5 separate regions of the Mus musculus genome follow, and all the other regions are linked to region 4. Evidence: chromatin contacts called from public Hi-C, capture Hi-C and promoter capture Hi-C data. All regions are on one chromosome and are shown on one strand. Each heading gives the region's core, a stretch centred on a gene start, on an enhancer-like site or on the middle of the called end of the contact. The rest is flanking DNA. Distances are from core to core; before and after follow the strand shown. Region 1 overlaps Wdtc1 (WD and tetratricopeptide repeats 1). Region 2 holds the start of Fgr (FGR proto-oncogene, Src family tyrosine kinase). Region 3 holds the start of Fam76a (family with sequence similarity 76, member A). Region 4 holds the start of Wasf2 (WAS protein family, member 2). Region 5 holds the start of Stx12 (syntaxin 12).

What was found. A called contact is a pair of places that touch in the nucleus more often than the background predicts. Capture Hi-C pulls out chosen DNA fragments and counts their contacts.
Region 1: a contact with region 4 is called in a Hi-C map of double positive thymocytes, with 4 times the contacts expected there. The contact joins the enhancer-like site here to the promoter of Wasf2 in region 4. A contact is called at or near these places in 9 of 39 promoter capture datasets (the 3T3-L1 cell line, 3T3-L1-derived adipocytes, hematopoietic stem and progenitor cells and 5 more), 1 of 15 datasets of contacts at CTCF or cohesin (large pre-B cells), 10 of 484 Hi-C or Micro-C datasets (B cells, CD8 T cells, double positive thymocytes and 6 more), 13 of 115 datasets of contacts at active chromatin or transcription factors (the HPC-7 cell line, the SCID.adh cell line, T-cell acute lymphoblastic leukemia and 7 more) and 4 of 9 other capture datasets (adipose tissue, liver, macrophages and 1 more).
Region 2: a contact with region 4 is called in a promoter capture Hi-C map of adipose tissue. The contact joins the promoter of Fgr here to the promoter of Wasf2 in region 4. A contact is called at or near these places in 4 of 39 promoter capture datasets (maxillary cranial neural crest, neural stem cells, neutrophils and 1 more), 1 of 484 Hi-C or Micro-C datasets (natural killer cells), 7 of 115 datasets of contacts at active chromatin or transcription factors (embryonic stem cells, heart atrium, microglia and 1 more) and 4 of 9 other capture datasets (adipose tissue, embryonic stem cells, liver and 1 more).
Region 3: a contact with region 4 is called in a promoter capture Hi-C map of liver. The contact joins the promoter of Fam76a here to the promoter of Wasf2 in region 4. A contact is called at or near these places in 3 of 39 promoter capture datasets (erythroid cells, hematopoietic stem and progenitor cells and neural stem cells), 2 of 484 Hi-C or Micro-C datasets (embryonic stem cells and natural killer cells), 8 of 115 datasets of contacts at active chromatin or transcription factors (bone marrow-derived macrophages, craniofacial prominence, embryonic stem cells and 3 more) and 2 of 9 other capture datasets (adipose tissue and liver).
Region 5: a capture Hi-C map of macrophages shows a contact between it and region 4, with 2.2 times the contacts expected there. The contact joins the promoter of Stx12 here to the promoter of Wasf2 in region 4. A contact is called at or near these places in 1 of 39 promoter capture datasets (neural stem cells), 1 of 115 datasets of contacts at active chromatin or transcription factors (embryonic stem cells) and 1 of 9 other capture datasets (macrophages).

Annotation. Positions count from the first base shown.
Region 1 is chr4:133,297,226-133,302,111 of GRCm38.p6, reverse strand. Wdtc1 (WD and tetratricopeptide repeats 1) reads left to right here. Exons shown (of 16, transcript NM_199306.4): 11 at 285-393; 12 at 1,378-1,551; 13 at 4,457-4,692. Among named protein-coding and RNA genes, the nearest start is that of Tmem222, 22 kb to the right of the region's middle. Within about 2 kb of position 2,816, at least 79 of the 459 cell types and tissues checked have an H3K27ac peak or open chromatin away from gene starts, as enhancers often do. A contact at or near this core is called in CD8 T cells, the HPC-7 cell line, the SCID.adh cell line and 5 more, where this site is marked.
Region 2 is chr4:132,970,988-132,975,518 of GRCm38.p6, reverse strand. It overlaps Fgr (FGR proto-oncogene, Src family tyrosine kinase), which reads right to left and starts at 1,424. Exons shown (of 13, transcript NM_010208.4): 1 at 1,249-1,424.
Region 3 is chr4:132,919,857-132,924,380 of GRCm38.p6, reverse strand. It overlaps Fam76a (family with sequence similarity 76, member A), which reads left to right and starts at 1,830. Exons shown (of 9, transcript NM_145553.2): 1 at 1,830-2,023; 2 at 3,590-3,654. The coding sequence starts at 1,943.
Region 4 is chr4:133,128,750-133,133,584 of GRCm38.p6, reverse strand. It overlaps Wasf2 (WAS protein family, member 2), which reads right to left and starts at 2,952. Exons shown (of 9, transcript NM_153423.6): 1 at 2,857-2,952.
Region 5 is chr4:132,882,962-132,887,827 of GRCm38.p6, reverse strand. It overlaps Stx12 (syntaxin 12), which reads left to right and starts at 3,370. Exons shown (of 9, transcript NM_133887.4): 1 at 3,370-3,580. The coding sequence starts at 3,463. It also overlaps the pseudogene Gm13033.

The DNA of each region.
Region 1 (4,886 bases), core at 1,567-4,066, 170 kb before region 4:
CTCACAGCTGAGCCCCAACCTCTTCTCCCCTCATTCCCTCCCCGACCTCAGCTGTGGGGAATGGCAGACAGAAAGGAGCTGTACCCTCTGTAGCCAGCAGAGGGCGCACGGGCTTTTCTTTATTCCACTGCCTGCCTGTCCTGACTTGTTTTCTGGGACTGGATCTGACCTGGGAGAATAGTCTCACAGTGGAGCCATCAGGTCCCATGATGGAAGCCAAGGGATGCAGAGAAGTGAAGCCCTCCTCCTCAGGCATCACTCTTACTTTCTTCTCATTCTTCCAGAAGTCCAGAACGGCAAGATGTCTACTAACGGGGTGTCCAACGGCGTGTCGAATGGCCTACACCTTCACAGCAACGGCTTCCGGCTGCCAGAGAGCAAGGGGTGCATCAGGTGAGGCCAGCTGACCTCAGTGGCCTTCAGTCTCAGTGACAGTGTGTGGACGGGGAGATAAGCATGCCCTATAAGCCTGTCTTCGTGGCGCTGGAGAGAGACTACTCAGCAGTTGAACACTGGCTGCTCTTTCAGAGGACCCAGCTTCCATTCCCAGAACCTATACAGCTGCCATAGCTGTCTGTAGCTCCATTTCCAGTGGATCTAGTGCCTTCCTCTGGCCTCCTCAGGCACTGCACACATTTGGTGCACAGACATTGATAGAGGAAAAACATCCATAATACAAAAATCTCAACAAAACACACACATACAATGCATGTATGCATGTGCACGCACACACACACACACACACACACACACACACACAAACAAAAAACCCTCCCTCCTGACCTCAACCCAGTTGTGAATCCCAGATGGTAGAGGTTGGGCCAGAGGGGCTTCTTAGAGGGCAGCTAGTGTTCCAAAGGCAGCTTCTATCTGAGAGGCTGCCAAACATACCCAGATTGAAGTTTGTCCTTCTGCCCCAGCCCTGGGGTAAGGGTCCAGAGGCTAGCTGCCTCTGAGTATTGACTTGGTCTCCCATGCAGATAATCCGTCCCATTACAGTAGTTCCCATTACAGTACATCCCTGCCTCTGTTCTCTTCCCACCCCTCTGTTGTCTCGTCCTTGAGACAGACTTTTCCCATAGGAGGAAGTAGAGTGGTCACAAGATTAGTTCAGTGCAGATGAAGGTGGCACCAGTGGCTGTCACCCGAACCCCAGCATTTGGTTGGTAATGGCTTTCCTGCCGCTCCTTTACTGGCTCAAAGCACTTGGAATTATGCATATTCTTTCATGGTAATAGATAATGGCCCAAGCTCAGCATGAAAGTGGCCCCATCTCCTAGATGGCAGTGAGGTGCCAGGGTCCACAAAACCATGCGTGGCCCTTGGGTAGGGCTACTAATCTTTAAGTGGTCTGACTTGGCTCTCCTTCCCTCGCAGCCCCCAGGTGGAGCTGCCCCCATACCTGGAGCGTGTGAAGCAGCAGGCCAATGAAGCCTTCGCCTGCCAGCAGTGGACCCAGGCCATCCAGCTCTACAGCCAGGCTGTGCAGAAGGCCCCGCACAACGCTATGCTCTATGGCAACCGAGCTGCCGCCTACATGAAGCGCAAGTGGTGAGTGGGAACCGCAGGGGTTTCTCGGTCAGAACAAGGGCTGAAGCACCTGGGCCATGAGACCAAGTTGCTAGGGCATCCACAGAAGGTGGCATTGGCATCCCAGCTCTTGGGGCCTCTTGAACATAGGCCCCCTCCTTTCTACCTAAGGCTGAGGTAGCACAAGACATTTAGTGTGTGGGAGGGAGATTCACACGTTGCTTTGTTATAAGGTGTGAATGGAAGTAGGGATTAAGAGGGGTGGTGATACTAATTACTGGAGAGTTGAGGCTTGGGTTGGACTTTTGAGAGAAGAGTGGGACCTTGATAGATCCGACTGCAGAGCTTGGAGAGCTCATTTGTACCTTTATAAAATGAGTCTGAGGCTGAATGGCCCTGCAATCTGCTTTCTGGGTTCTTACACCCATCACTGGACCACATACGAGCTAGACCTCAGACATACACTGGCCTGTGATAATGGGATAGGCAGGTCAGGATCCTAAGATGCCCCACATCTGCAGAGATCATCAGTGTCCCAGCCCTGCCTGCAGCACCATCAGACAGGCAGGCAGGCAGACCCCATCCCCCAGCCAGGGCCAAGACTAGAGATGGATAGAGCTGGGCCCACAGCCATTTCTGCTCCGTCTGGCATCCGTCGGCTCTGCCCAGACAGACAGGCCAGCTGGTGTGCCATCGTCTGGCTGAAACTAGGCAGGCCTGGGGAAGCTTAAGGAACCCACTCAAGTCAGCAGGATGGGAGTGGGGGAGATGCCACACACAGAGCAGTTAGCTGAAGCCTCGGGACTTTCCCCAGGGATCAAGGGGCACCCACATTCAAAAGAGGACTATCTGGGGCCCAGCCATCTGAGTTGTGTCACCTCTGTTACACTGGTTGGGTAGGGTGTGACAACCCCTTCATCTTGACTTGGCTGAGAGCTCAGCTTCGTGTCTGTATTTTTGCTGAGAGAAGTTGGTGATTTCTGAATTCACAGCTTGTTTTCTGAGTTCCCACTGTGTGCTAGGTACTGGGGAGACAGAGTTCTATCACTCTGAGTCCCTGTGCCCCAGAGTGCCCAGCCACTGAACGAGAATAAACTCTCTGGCATAGTTCGGCATGAAATAGGAAAGATGCAGGAAGCAGTAAGTCTTGGAAATGGTCAGGTATAGTGCTGTGGGTTACCAAGAAGAGTTGAGTCACCTCAGCTCAGGATCAGGGAAGCCTCAGAAAGATGTCGTGTCTGAATGGGCTCTAAATGTGGGCAGCTCAGACAAGGAGATGAGGGGGAGGAGAGGACTGTGGGGAAGGACACTGCAGGGAGAGGAAATGGTGTGAACAAAGGCGTGGGGGCGGGGGACTGACTGAAGAGCCTGCCTCAGAACAGCAAATCCATTTGGCTGGAGCAGAGGGTTCTGGAAAGGACTGGCAGGGGATGAGTCTGTGAGGTAGCCTGGGGCTTGCCTGGAAAGGGCTTGGAATGCAGAGGGTGGCATTTGGCCTTGATTCAGTGTGTGATGGGCAGCTACTGGAGAGCTTTGAGCGAGGACGTGCAGAGGGCTGTCTTTTCAGGGAGATTGATCTGGCAGTACATCTAGGATGGGTGAGCCCTGGGGCCAGCCTGCTCTTTTTTTTTCCCCATCCCCACATGCCTGCCAGTGACCCCTAGAATGTCACGTTCTGTCCCAGGCCAGCCTCCCCAGGGCTACCATCTGCTCCTGGAAACAGACCACCCTCTGGTTCCTGGCTGGTCTCTGGTCTGGCTCTTGCTAGGAGCTCAGAAAGGGGCACCTTGCAGGCAGTAACTGGGTTTCCAAACAGCGCCTGCTCCTTCGTCATAGGCACTCGTTCTGACGCAGAGCACACCATCAAAGCAGCTCTGCTTCCTGCCTGCCCCACATTGCTTAGCTGTCGGTTAGAGTCTTAAGTGGCTACTCCAAGGGCTGGGTGCTCCTCCTGACTGTATGGCGAGAGAGGTCAGGAGACACCTGTGACCTGTGCCCTTGGTGAAGGGACCCTTGGCATTAGTGAGTGCTGCTTGCTGTAAGCATAGTAGACCCACCCCAGCCCAGTAGGAAGCGGGGAGGTTCAATCCCCAGCATTGAAAATACAAACATTTACAGGTTTCTAAAGGGGAAAGTGACTCTCATTGCTGCTTGGCTGTACAGATGAGAAACCAAATTGGGTTTCTGGCAACAGGGAGGTGGGCCTGGAAAAGAGGGCGTCTCCCTCTACCCCTCCAACAGAAAGCCTACACTCCCCTTTATCCATACTTGTCCATTGGAGAAAAGAGTAGAGAGGATTTGGAGCTCCTGGTGTGCACAGCCCCCTCACCATCAGCTTCCAGAGAGCTGACTTTGCCAGACAGTCAGGCCCCATCCTCCAGCCCCAGGAGGTGGAGGCCACAGCTGCTGCAGATCAGTCAGCCAGGACAGAGGGGGGTCTGGCTGAGGGCATGCTGGTCAGACCCTGAGTCCCTGGCCTAACACTTCTGGCTTCTCCAGGCCACAGAACTGTCCTTGAGGGCCCCCTGCCTTGGACATAGCTTTGAAGACCAGCAGGGGGATTTGAGGAGGTGGATGAAGGAAAAGAGAAGGAGGGCTTGGGGAGTCTGCGGTGGGCAGGATGCCAGGCCTTCTGCTGCAGAGCTGCGGGTGCCTGAGGTGAACAGTGCACAGTTGCAGCCTACGCCCAGCAGAGGGCAGCCCGACACTGCTCTTTACTCGCCAAGCCTCAGGCTCCTGGCTTGAGCCTCAGCTTACTCCTGCTCCCAGGGAGGGAGCAGTGGGCTTCGCCAAGGCTTCATCTCCTTATCTCCTCACCCTGAGGGTTGTCAGAGATGGCCTAGAAGTAGCCACAGAAGATGGTGGGAACCTTGTATCTGCCACAGGGCCTCTCTCACCTCTAAGCTATGTTCCTGTACCTTCTCAGGGACGGGGACCACTATGATGCCCTCCGGGACTGCCTCAAGGCCATCTCCCTAAACCCTTGCCACCTGAAGGCACACTTCCGTCTGGCCCGGTGCCTCTTTGAACTGAAGTATGTGGCCGAGGCTCTGGAGTGCCTGGATGACTTCAAAGGGAAGTTCCCAGAGCAGGCCCACAGCAGTGCATGTGACGCATTAGGCCGGGACATCACAGCTGCCCTTTTCTCCAAAAGTGATGGTGGTGAGTGTGTGCCCAGGAGACGCAGCTGTCCGTTCCCTACCCAGAAAGGCCCTGGCGCTTTGATCTAGAAGCCCTGGTTTCAGATGCTGATTATGAAACTCCATGGACTTAAGACAGTCTGACCCCTGAAACTCACTTTTCATGGCTGAAGAAGGAGACGGTCAGCATCTCCCAGTGAAACTCTGTTGAAAGTT
Region 2 (4,531 bases), core at 175-2,674, 160 kb after region 4:
CTGCTTATATCGCTCAAGGTGGTCTTGAACTCGTGACAACCTCCCTACCTCTGTTTGCTGGATGCAAGGATTATTATAGGCATGAGCCACTAGGCACAGCTTTGGTATGGGGAGGGCTAGTTTCTTCCCCAAAGTTCCAATGAGAAAAGCAAAAGTCCAGAGAAAGCTAGCTCTCCTTGAGGTCTGCATAGCAATTAAAGGCCCATTCTTGCTAAGAGAACATGTCTCTGAGGCAGGAGACCCCTGAACACCAAGCGGCACCCTCTCACTCCCTCTGTGGTGCAACACACCCGGATCAAGGACCAAAAATGGGGACGAAGGCAGGGACCAAAGTTGGCTGCCAGCCTTGAGCCTGCAGCGGCCCAAAGCCAACTGGCCTCACTGCCCTGTGTTGCCATGGAAACAGCCCCTGCGGGCATTGGCGGTCAAAAGCAGGATTTCCGTCGGGGCTGCCAGCAATTCCCGGATCCCGACAGGGACGCAAACCTTGACCGCCACTGCGGATAGGGAAAAGCACCCAGGGAGGTCTGATGCCCCAGGGTGAGGTCTTCCCCAGGAAACCCAGATCCACGCCTCCAGCTGCTGGAAGGAATCCCCAGGGTGTCTGGAACCCGCTGCCCCACTGATGTAGCTAGAGGGTCTGGGGGGAGTTTGCAGACTCCCCGCTTCCCTCTGAGGAATCCAGATAGCCGGCCTCTGAGACCCCAGAACTGCACTCTGGACTCCGAGTTCTGCAGAAGTCACTCTCCTAGACCCCCTTCTCGGGAACTCGCGACCGATTTCCTCAGTATCCCCTCCCCCTTTCCAGTTTCCCCACCTACTACCCCTCTCTCATACCCCCTCAGCTTCTTTCCTTTTTCTCCTCCTGAAAGCCTCTCAGGGCTCTCCCTAGACGCTTTTGGGGGATCCCACAGTGCCTTCCTGTACTTTCAGCCCTCTCCCCAAATTTTATCAAATTTACAACACAGTTTCCCTCTCTTTCCCCATTTAGACTTTTAGGGGGAATTTTTGGTCTGCCTTCGCCGTACTGCCTCGGCCTTCTCCTAGGTTTTTATCAGCCTTTTCCAGCTTTCCTTAGTTTTCCTTCTTCATTTCCTTTCTGAATGGGATCCCCACCCCCATCTCCCGCTTTCAACTTGCTCAGCTCTCAAAGTTCAGGTTTACCCCCAAATCTTCCCTCCAAGGTGAGGACGGTTAGGGGCGGGGCAACATTTGCCCTACCAGCCCCCACCGGGTTTGGCCGCCTACCTGGTCTCAAGGGAGCCAGCTGCGGGTGACTCGATCTGGGGCGAGCCAACCCTAACTTCCAGCAACCAGGAGAGGCGATGTGGGGGGTAAAGTGAGGTGCTACCCGCCTCTGCCCCTACTACCTACTCTGGGGAGGGAGGAGGAAGCCGTCTCGGACTTCTCTTATTTTGGTGACTGCGGAGGAGGAGGCGGCAGCCAGAGAAGTCGAAGTCACGCCTCAGCCCCTAGACTGCTGCCCAAAGCCAGGAGGGGCCCCCAGATCCAAAGTCCGCTGGCTCCCACTTCCCGCTGTGGATGGGCTCTCCCAGCGCTGTCCCTGCGCCCCAGCTCCTTCCCAAAGGTTCCGGCCAAAGGGACCTGTCCCTTTAGTTACTAGAGTGGGATACCAAGGGGGTGGGGGGTTGGCCATCCCAAAGGCTCCCACTCCCCACTCATCTCCTAGGTAGGAAAACACAGAGCCAGGTCAGGATAACTTGGCCCAAGTTCACATAGCCTGTAGCCTTTACACTACTGTCACTACATTTGCCAGGGATCTTTTGCCTGTCACTTATACCCTGCCGCCTCATCTTTAGGAACTGGGCGGTGGAGATAAGGCCCTTGCCTTTGGGTACCTGTTTTTCACAACAATCAGCTCCCATCAGGCTACTGCCACACACAAGTTTTAGAGAAGCTGAGGAGAATCCTTAATCAATCACAGTGTCTCTAGGAGAGCCCTCCCTATACTCCCCCAGCCCGATACCCACCCTCCCTTTAAAACCAAGAGTTATTACCAGTATTACCTCTCTAAAACCAAGGTGCACTGAGACCCAGGAAATCCCCCTGCCTGGGGAGGGAGAGCTAGGGTTGAATTGGAAATGTTTGTGGGAGGGTGAGGGCTTAAGGCATGGAAGATTCAAGTGGGTGTCCCCGGGGCTATACTGATGATAGGCGATGACGATGCGTGACTGGGTTTAGAATCAACAGCTCGGACACATTATGCAGTCAGGTGTGCTTCTGTGTACAGACAGGGGTGTAGGGGGCTGTGTGTGAGCGCCCTAAAGTACAAGTTCAGGAGGATCATGGTGACACACACGGTGTCAGCAAGTGATGGATGCAGATAGGAATGCTTCTCTCAATGAGCCATGGCAAACACCTTTAACTCCAGCACTTGGGAGGCTGAGGCAAGCAGATCTTTGTTGAGTTTGAGGCCAGCCTGGTCTATGGAGTGAGTTCCAAAACAACCAAGGCTACACAAAGAAACTCTGTCTCAAAAAACCAAATAAAAGTGCTTCTCTCTTAGGAAAATATGAAGTGGGTGTAGGAGGAAGAAAGGAAATGTAGTGGAGGTTCAGGGACTGTGGGAGGGTGGCTTTACCCTGCCTGGATAGCACTGCCACCATTATAGAGCATCCTCTAAGTTGGCCTTGGCCATTGATCCATGTGTGCAATTAACAAATAAATGTATATCGTGGCCAATGGGAGCCCAGCCATAGGGAGCCCAGATACAAAAGGAACAGCCGCACCAGCTGCACTCCCAGCTACTCAAGAGGATGCTTGAGCCCTGTGGATTGGAGGACAGCCAAAGAGGAGTAGTGATTCTCTACCTGAGAGGAGGGAGGAAGGGAAGAGGAGGAGGAGGAGGAGGGGGAGGCAGAGGAAGGCAGGGAGATAGGACAGGAGAAGGCAGAGATTAGAGGAGATGGGAAGAGAAGACAGAAGAGGAGAGAGGAAAAGAGGAAGGAAGAAAAAACAGGAGGGAAAAGAGAGAAGCAAGGGAGAGAGGGAGGGAATAAGGGAGAGACAGAAGGACATACACTGATCTTGGAGGAATTGCTCTGTAATTCTTCTTCTAAGTCCAGCTCCTGGGTGGCTCCCTAGGGGCCTTCCCCAGTGTTCACACACTTTCCAGCAGAGCCCTCACCTGCTCTTGCCTGGAGCACTCTTCTTCTGGTCTGAAACCGGCTCCTTCCGGTTGGTTACTATGTTTGCTCCCTCCTCAGAGAAGCCTTCCTGACCACAGACTTCCGTCCCATGCTACCTGGTTGCAGAGACAGACTCCCTAGCTGTTGGTGCCCTTGGACAAGTTATGCTTGCTCTCTGCATTTCCATTCTTCATGCAATAAAGACTGCAGAAGACAGCACTTCACAAAAACCTTGGGAGAGACCCTGTAGCTGTCACACCAAGGGCCTGCCACGTGGTAAATGCTATTTGCTTGTGGACATCCATTCCCTTCTTCCTTAGATCAGACTTCACAGTTTTGAGTCACTGTCAGCGCTGGGCAGGATGGAGGCTAGGGCTCTGGGATGGATTCTGGCATAGTCGGCATAGTCACAGAAGCAATGCACAGGGCCAAGCAGCCACAGGATGACTCAACGAGACTGTTACTTCTCTCGATGCCCTATGTTCATGTTCCTTTAAGACAATCCCAGGGGCTGGAGAGAAGGCTCAGTGGTTGAGAGCAGATGGCTTCTCTTTCAGAGGTCATGAGTTCAATTCCCAGCAACTACTCGGTGACTCACAACCATCTGTCATGGGACCTGATGCCTTCTTCTGGTGTGTCTAAAGACAGCAAAGACAAAAATCAAAAGGCAGCTTGCCGGCCTCTGGTCTTGTCCTCTGTCTTCGCTTCCCTTTTCAGCCAGTTTGGCTTCTCCTGTCCTTGGTCAAGCCAGACCCATTGCTTGCCTAGAAGCTCAACCTATGAGAATCCAAGCAGCCACTTTCCCTGAGGAGACGCTGAGGCCAGGGCCATGACTCTGTGACTTCAGGAGGAAGCTCCTGGGGCCTGGCCAGATAGACACTGTAAAAATGAGTCTGCATCCCCTCAACCTTCTGGGGACTCGCAGCTTCTGCCACCCTGCACCACCATTTCTCCCTTGACAAATTTATCCTCTCAGCCTAGAGACATGTTGTAGAATCTGCTTCAAAAGAGAAACCTAAAGTCATACTGATTTGTTATTTTTTATTACATTATATATATATATACATATATATATACATATATATATATATACACATACACACACACACACATATATATGTGTGTGTGCATGTGTGTGTTTGCAAATTTGCAGGAATGCACAAATGTGTATGTATGTGTGCAGCAGTCAGAGGACAGCTTAAGACAGTCATCTCTCCCCTTCCACTGTGTGAGTTCCAGGGACTGGACTTAAATTGATGCCTTTGCCTACTGAGCCACCTCTTGGCCCCCCTACTTATTTATTTGCAGCAGAGGAAGGTTGTGTGAGTGTCAAGATCAGCAGGCAACTCCTTCCCCAACGTGCAACAGGGTTTCCCTGTGTA
Region 3 (4,524 bases), core at 581-3,080, 210 kb after region 4:
CTCTGCCTCCCTGGCTGTGGGGTTTTTTGCTTGTTTGTTTTTAAAGACAGGGTCACATGGAGCTTAGCTAGACTCAAACTTAGTAAGTAGTGAAGGATAGAGTTGACCTTCTGATCCTCCTGCCTCCAGTTCCCATGTACTGTGATTACAGGTGTTACTGCTATGCTCAACTTACGGTTTGTCTTTTCATTTATCATAGCCCCTTTTGGCTAATTTGCCAAACAAAGGCAGAGATCATGTCTGGCTTATTGATTGTGTGCATAAGCCAGAATTGTCACATAGTAAATACTTAACACGTTATTCAAGGAGGGTCTGGAGAGATGGCTCAGTGGTTAAGATTACATACTGTTTGTACAGTATTCATGTCAGACAGTTTAAAACTGCCTGCAACTCCAGCCCTGGGGGACTCCATCTAGCCTTGATAGGCACTGCATTCACACACACACACATACACAGAGGCATGCACACTCACAAACACATTTTTAAAAAAAGATTTATTTATTTATTTTATGTATAGGGGTACACTGTAGCTGAACAGATGGTTCTGAGCCTTCATGTGGTTGCTGGGAATTGAACTCAGGACCTCTGCTGGCTCCAGCCTTGCTGGCTCCAGCCCCAAGATTTATTTATTATTATATGTAAGTACACTGTTGCTATCTTCAGACACACACTAGAAGAGGGCATCAGACCCCATTACAGATGGTTATGAGCCACCATGTGGTTGCTGGGAATTGAACTTAGGACCCTTGGAAGACAGTCAGCGCTGAGCCATCTCTCCAGCCCCACAAACACATTTACAAGTAAAAATAACTTTTAAAAAAGGTTTATTGTATGAATGATCATCGATATTTTCTATTCCTTTCTTTCCTCTCACTTCCTATGCCCTACCTCTTTTTCTTTCTCCAGTGCTAGAGATCAAACCAATCCCTAAGTCTCACACACACTAGAACGGACAGATCAATTAGCTCCATATTAAGTGAGGGGGACACAGAGACACACACACAAACTAAAATGTATTAAAGGTTTTGGGTCATGTACAGATGGCCTCCATACACACACAGCCAACCGATCTCAAGAGTATCATGGCCACCGTGTTCCTATTGCCTTTAATTCTAGCTTCAGGTCTCTACTGTTTTACCATTTTACAACTGCCCATCTTTTGTAAGTGCACGTGAGTGCAGGTGCCTGCTGAGTTAAGAGGCATCAGGGATAGCCCTGCAGCTGGAGTTACAGGCGATCTGAGCCTCCAGATGTGGGTGCTGGGAACCAAACTTTGCAAAAGCAGCATTCGGAGCCTTCTCTCCAGCCCATAGAGGACACTCATTTAATATCCTGCTTTTCCCCTCCGCCTGCTCCAAAGATAGACTTTCCTCCTTGGTTGCCAGTGGGTTTAAACTCCGGATGGTCTCGTAGTTCGAATCCGACGTTGCCCGACTGTCACCCCAATCCCACACTCCTTCGGCTAGCGGGAAGCTCCACGGCAACCCAAAACATCACAACTTCATCGAGTATCGCGAGAAGCTCCAATGCTCCCGCAGCCCCCGGAGAGGCGGAGCGAGGGCGGAGCCTCAGCGGGCAGGTGGGCGGAGCCCGAGGGCTTCCGCTATCCTACTCGGAAGACGCTCTTTTCAGGCGGCGCCCCCGCGTGACTGCGCTTTACATAATCGCGGCCCCGAGCGTCACAGTGGCGTAGTCCAACCCGGACCGAATCAGAGCCGTCGGGAACTCCACGTTCCGCCCCCTCCCGCGTGATCGACGTCCACGCGAGCCAGCGAACGGCCTCTGAGCACCGGAGAGCCCGCCCCTGCGCCCGCGGCCCGCCCTCGCCCGCCCGCCCTCCGCAGCCCGCGGCCCGGCCGCCGCCGCCAGGTTGTGCCTGAGACTGTCAGATAAAGCGGCGGGCCGGCGGGAGGGGCGGCGGCGATCACGGCCCGGGCCGGACATGGCGGCGCTGTACGCCTGCACCAAGTGCCACCAGCGCTTCCCCTTCGAGGCGCTGTCTCAGGGGCAGCAGCTGTGCAAGGTGCGCGGGCTGGGGCGGCGGCCGGGAGCTGGGGACGCTCCAGGCGCGGTTCGGAACTCTCGGTCCAGCGAGGACGGCTGCCGGGGTCCCCTCGGGCAGGGTGTGGCCGGCCCGTTTTGCGGACGAGCTGAGCCGGGCCCGCAGAGGACTGCAGGGTACTTGTGGGAGCCCCGGGCGGAGTCCAGGCCCTGGCAGCCGGCGTGTCCTGGTGCTTAGCAACGGCTGGGGTTTCTTCTCCGACCTGGTGAGGTCGCGGGAGGGGACAGCTCCCCTGTTTGTCCCCGACTGGCCCCCCGGGAAGATTTCCTTGGACCGCCTTCTCTTCTGATGTGGTCGTCTTGAGTGTAGAATGACGGTCCAGAGATTTCCCTTGTCCTGGATGAGATTGAACCCCGGAATCAGGTGCTGCTTGTGAGGAGTGTTTTGAACTCTGGACACTTCGTGGGCACTTTACAGCCGATCTCAAAGTTAGAGGTGGCAAGGCTTTATTAGGGAAAATGAAAAAAGTACCCCAACAGTGTCTTGGAACACACACGAACAGGGTGACTTTTTAGCATCTAATTGGTAGCCTTCCTCCTCATCCTAAGCATTTTTTAACCCCTGAAATGCCAGCGTTTTTATATATAACTTCCTCCCACCTCGTCGGTTCAAGAGAGCAACAGTTAAGTCGGCAAGCTCGTGCAGAGTTGCCGTTGACAGATCCTCAGATATTTCAGATACAGAATGTGTGTCTGTGTCCGTCCGCTGTGTGTAGTTCACCTCCCCGCGTCCCCCCAAAAAGATGCCCACATACTTTCCTTAAGCCACTTGGGTTTACTGAGTCCGAAAGATAGTGTTTGAAGGCCCCCTTGGACATAAAAACTTTGATCTAAACATTTTTCTTGTTTGTTTCCGAGGCAGGGTCATATAACTTGTAGCTCTGGCTGTCTTTGAACTCTCAGAGATCTATCTGACTGCCTCTGTCTTCCAAACGCTGGGATTAAAGTCGTGTACTGTTGCTCAGTCTAAGGCTGTATGATTCTTTGTTGTTATTTTTGTTTTTTGTTTTTCCAAGACAGGGTTTCTCTGTATAGCCCTGGCTGTCCTGAAACTCACTTTGTAGACCAGGCAGGCCTCGAACTCAGAAAATCCTGAACTCGGCCTCCTGAGTGCTGGGATTAAAGGCATGTGCCACCACCTCCCGGCTCTTTTTTTTTTTTTTTTTTTTTTTTAAAGGAAGTTCAATAAACAAGACAGCTTTAATCTTTTGCCTTCGTATCACAAGTGATCCTTCTCATTATCCCACAACAGCAGACGGACCAGCTGGACTCTTACCTAGAGAGCTAACGACCAATCTAGAGCTTATTCATGATATATTTGTTTTAAAATCTATGAGTAGTTCATACAGATTCCTACTCCCACATCAACAGCAGGGAAGTGATATGCATATAGAGGAGAAGGTCCAGAGAGTTACATGACTCACCCAGGCCTCTTGCTAGCAACAGTTAGTACCCAGTCTGCAGCTTTTTACTGAATTCAGACTTTCTGCTCCTCTGGTCCTTTTCAGACTGTCTCCTTTCATTTCAGGAATGCCGGATTGCTCACCCTGTTGTGAAGTGTACCTACTGTAGGACCGAGTACCAGCAGGAGAGGTACAGTTCTCCTTGACCTCGAAAGATGTTTTTTGTTTTTCTTGTTCTTTTGTTTATAGTTGTTTTGTTTTGTTTTTGAGATGGTAGTCCAGGCTAGCTTTCTTTTTTTGTTTGTTTGTTTTCTTTTTTGGTTTTTGATACAGGGTTTCTCTGTATAGCCCTGGTTGTCCTGGAACTCACTTTGTAGACCAGGCTGGCCTCGAACTCAGAAATCCCCCTGCCTCTGCCTCTGGAGTGCTAGGTTTAAAGGCAGACTGGCTTTCATTTTGAGAACAGTCTTTATCTTCAACCTCCCTAGGGCTGGGATTAAAAATGTGAACCACCACATCTGCATAGAGAAATGTAAACAGCTCTGGGCGTGGTGAGTCACTTCTTTAATACCAGCAGTTCCATTGGCTCTGAGTGCTTAAGTGAACTGTTCTTCCAGAGGACCAGAGTTCAATCGAGGCACTCTTAGGAGATTCCTTGTAAGTTTACTTCCAGGGGAATCTGACTGCTCTGGTCTCTGTGGGCACCTGAAGAGACAGGTACAGGACACACGTTTTAAAAAATAGTAAAATTAAAAAAAAAATGTACCAGACATGGTGGCAAAGGTCTATAAACCTCTACAAAGAAGGCAGAGGCAGGAAGATCTCTGAGTTCAAGGCCAGCCTTGTCAACACAGCCAGCTCCAGGACAGCCAGGGTTATTATATAGAGATCATGTCTCTCTTACAAAGTCTTATACAAAAATATCAGTGCTCCTTTAATTGTAGACTGGGAAGCAATCTGGTCTCAGAGTGGAAGTTCAAGACCCTGCCAGGTTTACACATTACACAGTGAAATCATGTCTTAAAAATAAAATGTGCCAGGCAGTGGTGGCGCACGCCTT
Region 4 (4,835 bases), core at 1,703-4,202:
CTGACTCCCTCTTCTGGTATGTCTGAAGACAGCTACAGTGTACTTACATATAATAAATAAATAAATCTTTTAAAAAAAAACTGTATTCATTTAAAAAAATCTTTAAAAAAAAAAAGTCCTACAAACACCAATCTTTGAGTTTACAGAAAATAAAGACCAAACAACCTACAAATTATTATTTATAAATGTGGGGGGAGGACAGAGAGGGTGGTGATGTAATTCAGCTGGAAAGAGTGTCTGCTTAGCAGAACCATAAACAGAAAAAGGTGGGGGTGGGGGTCATTGTACTTTTATCAAAACAAGTACAGAGAGAGTGCTAAAAGGCATACTTCGGAATCTGAGAGAAAACGCCCACTGACTACATTTTAATTAAAGTAAAAGTTTTACATCACAGGAAAAAAAGTTTTCTACACAACACTATTTTCAGACACTGAAATCAACTTTGCTGTACAATATTTACTGTATATCTTGCTTGCATGTATGCATGTGCAGTGTGCATGTGCAGGCTGCCTGACATCAGAAGTGGAAATCAGATCCTCTGGAACTAAAGTCACACACATTCACACAAAGCCAAATGCTCATACAGACAATTAAAGGTAAAATAAAATATATTTTTTTAAAAAGACACAAGGGGCTGAGGAGATGGCTCAGCAGGTAAGAGCACTTGTTGCTCTGGCAGAGGACATAAGTCACTACATAAGTTGTGTGATTCACAACCATTTAAAAAAAAAAAAACCTTAAATGTCAAAAACCAAGTGGAGTATGCTAATGCTTGATGCCTATAATCCCAACATTTGGGAGTCTGACACAGGAAAATACTGGGATCAAGGTAAGCCTGAGTTACATAGGAAGACCCAGACTCATAAATAAATAAATAAATAAATAAATAAATAAATAAATAAATAAATAAATAAATAGCAACATTAAAAAGAAAATGACAACATGGATATAATTAAATGGGCAAACATATTTTTCAAGTGCTGGTGGCTTTGCACCCTCTAGTAGGAAAGTCAGATTATGTTAAAACCCAGAGTTTGTAATCACAGTTAAAACTCAGACAAAGCCTGGGAAGTATGATGGGGACAACGAACCAACAGTGATGACTCAATAAAGAGTCCCTTAATCGTTTACTCTGGAAGATTTAAGACCTAAAGTTACTTCATTCTATATTCTAAAATCTAGAAGACCGTTCTCAAAGTCCAGCCAACTCAACTGCCTTTTTCTGGGCAAGCGGTGCCTCCCACATGGCCCGGGACAGTCCTTACAGCTCCCTGACAGGAAGCAGGCTTGCAAGTCCTTTCCTTCCTTCCTCTAGCTGCTGCTTTTCTGGTTTTAGAATTTCAAACAAAGAAAATACATATTGGCTCCACAGCTCAGAAACGCCCTCTTTCTCAGCAACTTCCTCCTCGGATTTCCCTCCCTAACACTGGCACATGAGAACAATACCCACAGCTGGACCTGCTATTTTGATTAACCCAAAGCTCTGGCGGTTTGGAAAACTTAAGGGCTAAGGTACCCAGCTACTCCTACTCAAAGTCCACTGCCTTTACTCATCTGCAAGATAAGGAAAGAACAAAGAAAGAAAGGCTACACTTGAACACAGGCAGGCCATTGAAACTTTAGCCCCAAGGAACCCAAAGAAATTATACAACAGATGGATAAATTCTCCCTCCCAATAAAATGTAGCCTTTGTACAGAGGAGAGAAAGACACTCTGATGACACCACCTGGAGTCAAAACTCATGTCTCTATACAACAAATATTGGTGACACCTGCCTGGGACTCAAACGGAATCCTCTGCTGTCCTGACACACTTCGAAGTGATTTTTAACACTCAGAAATGGCCCTTCCTTAGTCACAAAGCAAGAAAAGGAGATGGGCTTATAATTAATAATCCTGAGCTTAAGACCTAGCCTGTCTCCACACCAAAAGTGAAATCAACTCTCCAGGCTAGACCCCTCCCTCCATTTATGACAAAGCAAACTTTGTAAGAGAACACTAACTTATCCCTGCGCGCCCGGTGCTTCCCAGAGGAAACACCCTCACTTTGGTAAGTGCCACACGTTCCGGTGTCACCCTGAGCAAGTTACTTCTCTGAAACCTACTTGACTTCCTCACCAGTAAACTTACAAGGACAGCTGGAAAAACTAAACAAGCACTTATACCTAAGGTTTGGCACATAGTAGGACAACCATTAACATTTTCCTTGGCTTTCTTCCTCTTCAGTGCTGGGCTTAAACGCCAAGGGTAACCCCTGATCTCTGAATCTATGAACATTTCCTCATCTCAAAGGACCACAGGACTTAGCCCTTCCCTGTCACGATCTGGGTAGCACCCATGCATTGGTACCAGTGGCCCGTAAGCCAAGGCTCCTTTCTGTAGGGCTCATTCTGTGCACATGTGCGCGTGCTCACACACTCCTCCACAATGTCCCTACCCCCAGCCTAGCAGCCAGGGTCCCCAAAGAGCACCTCAATTACTTTATGGTCCAAATATGGAAACTGAGGCTCAGCCTGGAGATGAACTTGTCCAGGAGCTCGGGGAGTTGCTGAGACCCAATTCACAGGCTTCGGTGAAGTCTATTTACAAATGGTAAACTGAGGCCCGAAGACGGAAGTGACTTGCTCAAGAACACACAGTGGGTTGGTGGTAGGGCCACTTTCGCCGACCCTCCCTAGTCTCCGAAGGGCACTCTGGGTCACCACCACCCCTGAGGTGTCGCCACGGCGCTGACAACACACGAGCCGCACCAGCGACCGTCAGAGCAGACACCCGGTGCCACCGGACCCTTGCAGGGGTGGCCGGGCCGGCGCTCGCCTCTCACAGCCGGGCGCGCCCAGGGGGACTTGTTGCTCACCTGACCTCGCGCAGTCGCCCTCAGCGACATGAAGGGCTGGGCAGCCGGTCCGCGTCCCCACGGAGAACGCTCCAGCCTACTGCTTCGCGGGCTGCTACTCAGCCGGACGCCCCCCTCAGCGCGCTACGCCCCCAGCCGCACTCCACCGGCCTGAGTCCGCCATTACGCGATTTCCCCGCCCCGGGACGCAGCCACACCCCGCCAACCGTTCTGATTGGCTCCCTGCCCCACCCGCCCGGAGCCCCCAGCTATCCCATTGGTCTGAATCCAATGCCAATTAAATAAGTACGCAAAAGACGTATTCAAAGGTAGTGTCCCGGGAACTCCACCCGAGCGACTTCCGCAATCGGAGTAAACAGAGGCGAGGACAAACCAAGTGAAGTGGAGATGGGACTAAAGGTACATCGACGCCCAAGTTTAAGTACAAAAATATCTGCTAAGACAGGGAAAGACCTCGGCTAACATGTATTGAAACACGATTTATTTTTATTAGAGTCCAGAGAGCCAGCCTGTTTTTTGTGTAAAGAACAGGCCGAGCCTATGAACTTTCTGTAGACACCCCTCAAGTGGCAGATCGTTCTGTCCCTTCACGCCTTGTCCCAAGCGGGACCGAAAGTCGGGTGGGGGCGAGTGAGTCATAGGCTTCAGCTCACCCCAAAGGATAGGTATTCGGGTGAAGCTGGCATCCTGAGATTGGGAGCTAGTTCTGAGAGGCCACTGTCAGGTGAGCCAAACACCTGTCACTTCACTCTGCAACTTCGGACAACTGCTGCCTACCTAGTTCTCACTTTGTTCTACAAAATAGATGCAGTAGGCCCTGGCACGTCCCAGTCCATGAAGGTGGGCAGTTTGAGAATACACTCCCAAGTGACTTATAGAATACAAAATGCTGCGGCTGGGTGACAACGTGACGAGTCCGGCTTAGCACATTTAGTATACTAGAGCATCTCTGTAGAGCAGGTATTGGCCTCTTGTGGAAGAATGGATCTTAGGCAGGCTTTGTTACCGCCACGTCTGCCTCCCTCTTTGCTTCCTTTCAAAAAGGGTGCACGGTGTGAGGGCGGTGGGGTGGAGGTCACGACACGACACGGCTCAGTCAGTAAAGTGCTGCTTTGAAAGAATGAGGACCTGCGTTTGAGAACTCAGATTCCAAACAAAGCCTAACAGGCCCGATGATACTGACTTCGCAGCGCTGGGGAGGCAGAGACAGGCAGAGCTCTAGCTCACAGGCCCAGCCTAGCCTAGCCTGCTCCTCCAGACTGGGCCAATGAGAGAGCCAGTTACTAAAACCAAGGTAAAAGTTGCCTGAAGAACAGCACCTGAGGTGATTCTCTGGCCTGCACTGGTCCATCCTCACATACAACATACACGCACACATACAACACCCTGAATACTTGATACAGTTTTCCCGCAGCCACCCAGCTAGTTGGAAATGACCACAGAACTCAGACCTACACCACTTAGCATCTATTCCTGTATTTCTTACTCTGTGACATCTTGTCACCTGAAAATGGCTTTTTTTTTTCTCATCCCCTTAACAGGCCAGGATGGTCCTAAGGGTGCTGGGTGACTGTTTCTTTCACTCTGGTCACTGTAAAACCAGCTAGACCAATATTCTTGTGGAAAAGTGGCCAGGCAGTGGTGGCACACGCCTTTAATCCCAGCACTTGGGAGGCAGAGGCAGGCAGATTTTTGAGTTCGAGGCCAGCCTGGTCTACAGAGTGAGTTCCAGGATAGCCAAGGCTACAGAGAGAAACCCTGTCTCAAAAAACCAAAAAAAAAAAAAAAAAAAAAAAGAAGAAGAAAAGTGCCCCCAGAGATATGGTCAACTTGTTCCTAGCGTTCTAAAAGTGAAGAGAAAAGAGATGACCGGTCAATGAATAACCCAAACAGAAGCCAAACGAAAATTTCACTGGGGCCCTCAGTGAGGTGGCCGGATGCTGGATCTTTTTTATTTTTATTTTTATTTTTGGAACAGG
Region 5 (4,866 bases), core at 2,121-4,620, 250 kb after region 4:
TTGTGAGCCACCATGTGGTTGCTGGAATTTGAACTCAGGACCTTTGGAAGAGCAGTCCGTGCTCTTAACCACTGAGCTATCTCTCCAGCCCAACACTTTATTTATTTACTTATTTAATGTATATGAGTACACTGTAGCTGTTTCAGGCACACCAGCAGAGGGCATTGGATCCCATGAAAGAGCCACCATGTGGTTGCTGGGAATTGAACTCAGGACCTCTGGAAAAGCAGTCAGTGCTCTTAACCCCTGAGCCATTTCTCTCCAGCCTGGTTTTGGGGTTTTCAAGTCATAGTTTCTTTGTGTGGCCCTGGCTGTTCTGGAACTCACTCTGAAGACCAGACTGGCCTCAAACTCTGAGATCTGCCTGCCTCTGTCTCCTGAGTGCTGGGATTAAAGACTTGTACTACTATTCCTGGCTCTTTGTTTTGGTTTGAGACAGGGTCTCACTGTGTATTCCTGGCTGGCCCAGAACTTGCTATGTAGTCTTGAATCACAGAGCTCTGCCTGTCTCTGTCTTTCAAGTGCTGGGATTAAAGTTGTGCGCCACCACTGTCCAGCCAAAATGCCATTACTTTTAATCCTGGCACTTGGGAGGCAGAGCAAAGAGGTAGGTAGATCTTTGAGTTCGAGGCCAGCTTGGTCTACAGAGTAAGTTCCAGGACAGCCAGGGTTACACAGAGAAACCCTGTTTGGAAAAACAAATAAAAAAGTAAACCAGACCAAAAATGTTTAAAGATAAAAATGGGGATGCTTCCTTACTGTGAAGTGTTTATGAATCAGTGACCTAAGGATTCACACACAGTATGTGCCCCCCAAATACGATATTACTTTATTGCTTAGTTAGGAGTGGAGGGAGAAATAAAAGTACTTTGAAACCCTTAAAATCACTGATTGGCTACAGACCTGAATGTCAAGGCTACTTAATTTTCCTATATTTGAGCCTGGGTTCTGAAAATAGAGCAGAATAGGAAGCAAGGGTTGGGGTGGTCTGGTACATTTTTATGCAAATCAAAATTTCTTGCACGATGTCATGGACTTTGGGGAGATACATGGCTAGGAAAACTTATCCAATGGGATCCCCAAATATTTCATTTCATTGTCCTGTCTAGCATGTCACAAACCTGGAGAGATCTGATATCTAAGTCACTATTTGTCTGGAATTAAAGCACTTGTAATGTGCTTGTTTGGAGAAGCCCTGAGCACTGAATGAAGGGACAGCCCTTCATGTTACTAACGTTAAAACTCTAAGTTGAAGCCGGGCAGTGGTGGCGCATGCCTTTAATCCCAGCACTTGGGAGGCAGAGGCAGGCGGATTTCTGAGTTCGAGGCCAGCCTGGTCTACAAAGTGAGTTCCAGGACAGCCAGGGCTATACAGAGAAACCCTGTCTAGAACACCCCCCCAAATAAAACAAGACACTAAATTGAGGCAGTGTTGATGATCTTAACACCCACTTCCCCCAAAGAGCTTGGCTTCCAGTATTCCAGTAGTGAGAACAGATAGGGTTTGATGTAGGCCCTTCCAAGGAGAATGGTGCCCCAATTTCCCCTAGGGTTTCCCCAAAGACAGCACCTGGAAGAGGCTTTTCTATCAGCAGGGGAGGACAGCATCGATTTTTTTTTTTAATTTTTAAATTTTATTTATTTAATGTATATATGAGTACACTGTAGCTATCTTCAGACACACCAGAAGAGAGCATCAGCTCTCATTATAGATGGTTGTGAGCCACCATGTGGTTGCTGGGAATTGAACTCAGAACGTATCGAAGAGCAGTCAGTGCTCTTAACCAGCACCAACAGCATCAATTTTACCACAGAGAACTTCCAACTCAGCAGCCTCTTTCTCCTGAGTTCTTCAAATGATTGGTAAGGCTTCGGTGAGAATGGTTTGTGGTGCTGGTTCATGGTGTAGCTTATACCATATGACCAGTGGCCAAACCCAAGATCTGCCCTAAAGCAGGTATTTGGGGGTTTGCAGTGGCAGTCTGCTTCCACCTGAGTGTCCCTGATCTCTCTGATGGGAGAATATACCTCTTCATCAATTACCTGGTACTTGAGTTTTTCATCCTTGAAAAGGCATAGTTTGGGGCTGGAGAAATGACTCTGCAGTTAAGAACACTGGCTGCTCTTCCAGAGGACACAGGTTCAATTCCCAGCATTCACATGGCAGCTCACAGCTCTCTGTAACTCCAGGTCCAGGGGCTCTGTCACCCTCACAGGTACAGGCAAAAGACCAATGAGCATAAAAATAAATAATTAAAAGAGAAAGCAAAGGAGCAGTTTATGCTGTCTATCTGGAGTTTTACCATAAACATGGCTTATATGTCCACTCCATGGCCCAGCCCTCTAGTGAATATATGTCCTTGTTTCTGGTCTGTCTTGAGATACTGGTGGGTGAATTGCTGGCCGAAGAATGTGAATATCATATTCGAGCCCTGGGGGTCAAGGATGAATTTTTTTCTTAGAATTTTCCCCATAATCTTTTGAATCAGAAACCCTCTTCTTCCCTTTCACAGGATGGGAGTCAGGCAGTCATCTGTTACAGGAGGAGAGGCTCTGATGTAGTAGGAGAGGTTGGAGAAGGGTGCCCAGTTTTCGTAGGTGTGGTGCACATTGTAAGTTGGTGGGCTGTCAATCAAATGCCATCTGGCTGGCAACATATCTCATGACTGAATTCCGCAGGAAGGGAATGGTTTTTATTTGTTTGGAGTGTGAGTGGGTTTTCCGAGACAGGGTTTCTCTATGTAACCTTGGCTGTCCTGGAACTCACCCTGTATACCAGCCTGACCTCAAAGGAAGGAAATGTTAATCAACAATGTCCCAGAATCCCTTGAAGTGGGTAAGCACGGGGCACACCGTATTGGCGGATGGTTTCAGTAGTAACTTTATTCTTGCTAGAAATTTAGGTGTTGAACAGTTTTCACCATCGAATCCTGTCGGGTACAACTGCACGTGTACTGGTCCCATTCCATGCTCATGCATTCACCTCGATTTTGACATGGGTTGGAAAAGCAAGAACTTGCTGGGTGCCTGAACAACAGTGCCGCGCGGAGCAGCAGGATGCGGGAGCGGCAGGATGCGGGAGCAGCAGGATGCGGATGAGCGTGTTGGCGGCCGGAAGGTCGTGGAATGCGGGGCGCGCCGTCTGTAGACGACAGGCTGAAGAAGTCCGGTCCTGTACTGGCTTCACAGCTGGAGGAGTCGGGTCTTGCGAGAACGCTCACCGCCAGCAGTTCGAAAACTCTCAAGAGACGACCCACCGCCAATTCCAGCCGCACACGCGCACTGCAGGATGGGGCGGAGCGCGCGCATGCGCACCGCGATGGGCGGGGGGTCAGTGCGCACGCAGTCGCGGTCCCTTCCCCGCCCTTTCTCTTCCCGGTTTTCCTCTCAGCTGCTGGGCCCGGTCAGTGGCAGCTTCCGGTAGGAGCGCCGCGAAGCGCGACCCGGTCTCTGCTCACTGTCATGTCCTACGGTCCCTTAGACATGTATCGGAACCCCGGGCCGTCGGGGCCTCAGCCCCGGGACTTCAACAGCATCATCCAGACATGCAGTGGCAACATCCAGCGGATCAGCCAAGCCAGTGAGCGAGGGGACCCAGCCGGGAGCTGGGGGCGGCCTGAGGGACAGACGGTGGTGAAGCTGCCAAGTCGGGGAGCCCGGTCTGGGTCGCAGCTCAGGCCACACCTTGAGGCCGTCGCGAGCCTCCACTCTGGGCGCGGCGAGCTGCCTTTCCCTGGGTCGGCCAGGCTCGGGCCCTTTAGGTCCACACCCCTGTCTTAGGCGGTTAGAGTTCACGGTGTTGGGGGTCAACAGAGCCGACAGCCCCGATGGTGGGAGGGAGTGTGTGTCATCTCCAGGACTGTGAGCAGCAGTCTTGACTTGGCGCAGTGGTCAGCCGAGTTTTTCCTGTCGTCGCCGTCCCCCTCTCCCCACCCACCTTGTTTTCCTCAGTTCCGATCAGGGGGTGCTTACTTGGTTGCGACTTTAGGTTCACATTCAGCTCAGCGGTTGGGTCCTCAGACATCAGCAACTTTCAATTAAGGGAAGTGGAGAATGCGTGCGTTCGAGTGACTTAATACACTGTGTTTCCTGTAATTAACCTGGACGTCAGTCAGTGCCTGGCATTTAAGGGACGGGAGGACTGCTGCTTTATGGCACAGAATGCACCGGGAACATTTTAGGTTAGGTTGTCTTTGTAGCGAACGTTTTTCCCATTTCAAGCATGAAGATGTCCTCTTCTGCCTCCGTTGAGAGCTACTCTTGGCCACAATTACACACCAAGTAAGAGATGGCAGGGTTGGGCCAAGTCAGTTTGTAACTGCTTACCTTAAAACTCCCTTCTGTAGCTAGAGTCAAGTACAGGCTGTTTTTGAGTTTCAGAATCATCCCAGAGCCCTGTAAACAGAACAACAGAAGCAATTTTACTTTAAAAATGGTGACAACCATCTGTGTTGTTTATTATTCTGTTTTTTTTTTTTTTTTTTTTTTTTGTGAGCTTAGCTATACTGTTAATAAGTAGAGTCAGTTCTGAATTGCAGTTATGTCCTAAGCTTTAAAGCATAAGCTACCACTGTGCTTTTATTTTCTTTTTGAGACAGTTTTTTTGTAGCTCTGACTATCCTGGAACTCACTCTGTGTACCAGGCTGGCTTCAAAATTAGAGATCCACCTGCCTCTGCCTCCCAAGTGCTGGGATTAACAATGTACGCCACCACACCCAGCTTGTCACTTTGCTTTTATATCTAAATGTATACTGTAGGATTTGAGAGGTAGAAAGTTTCAGGCAGGAAGGGTTAGGCCTGGGTGTATGGAGGTAGTACGAATACTCAGCTTGTTAACCCAGATATGAAAAACACAATAATAATTG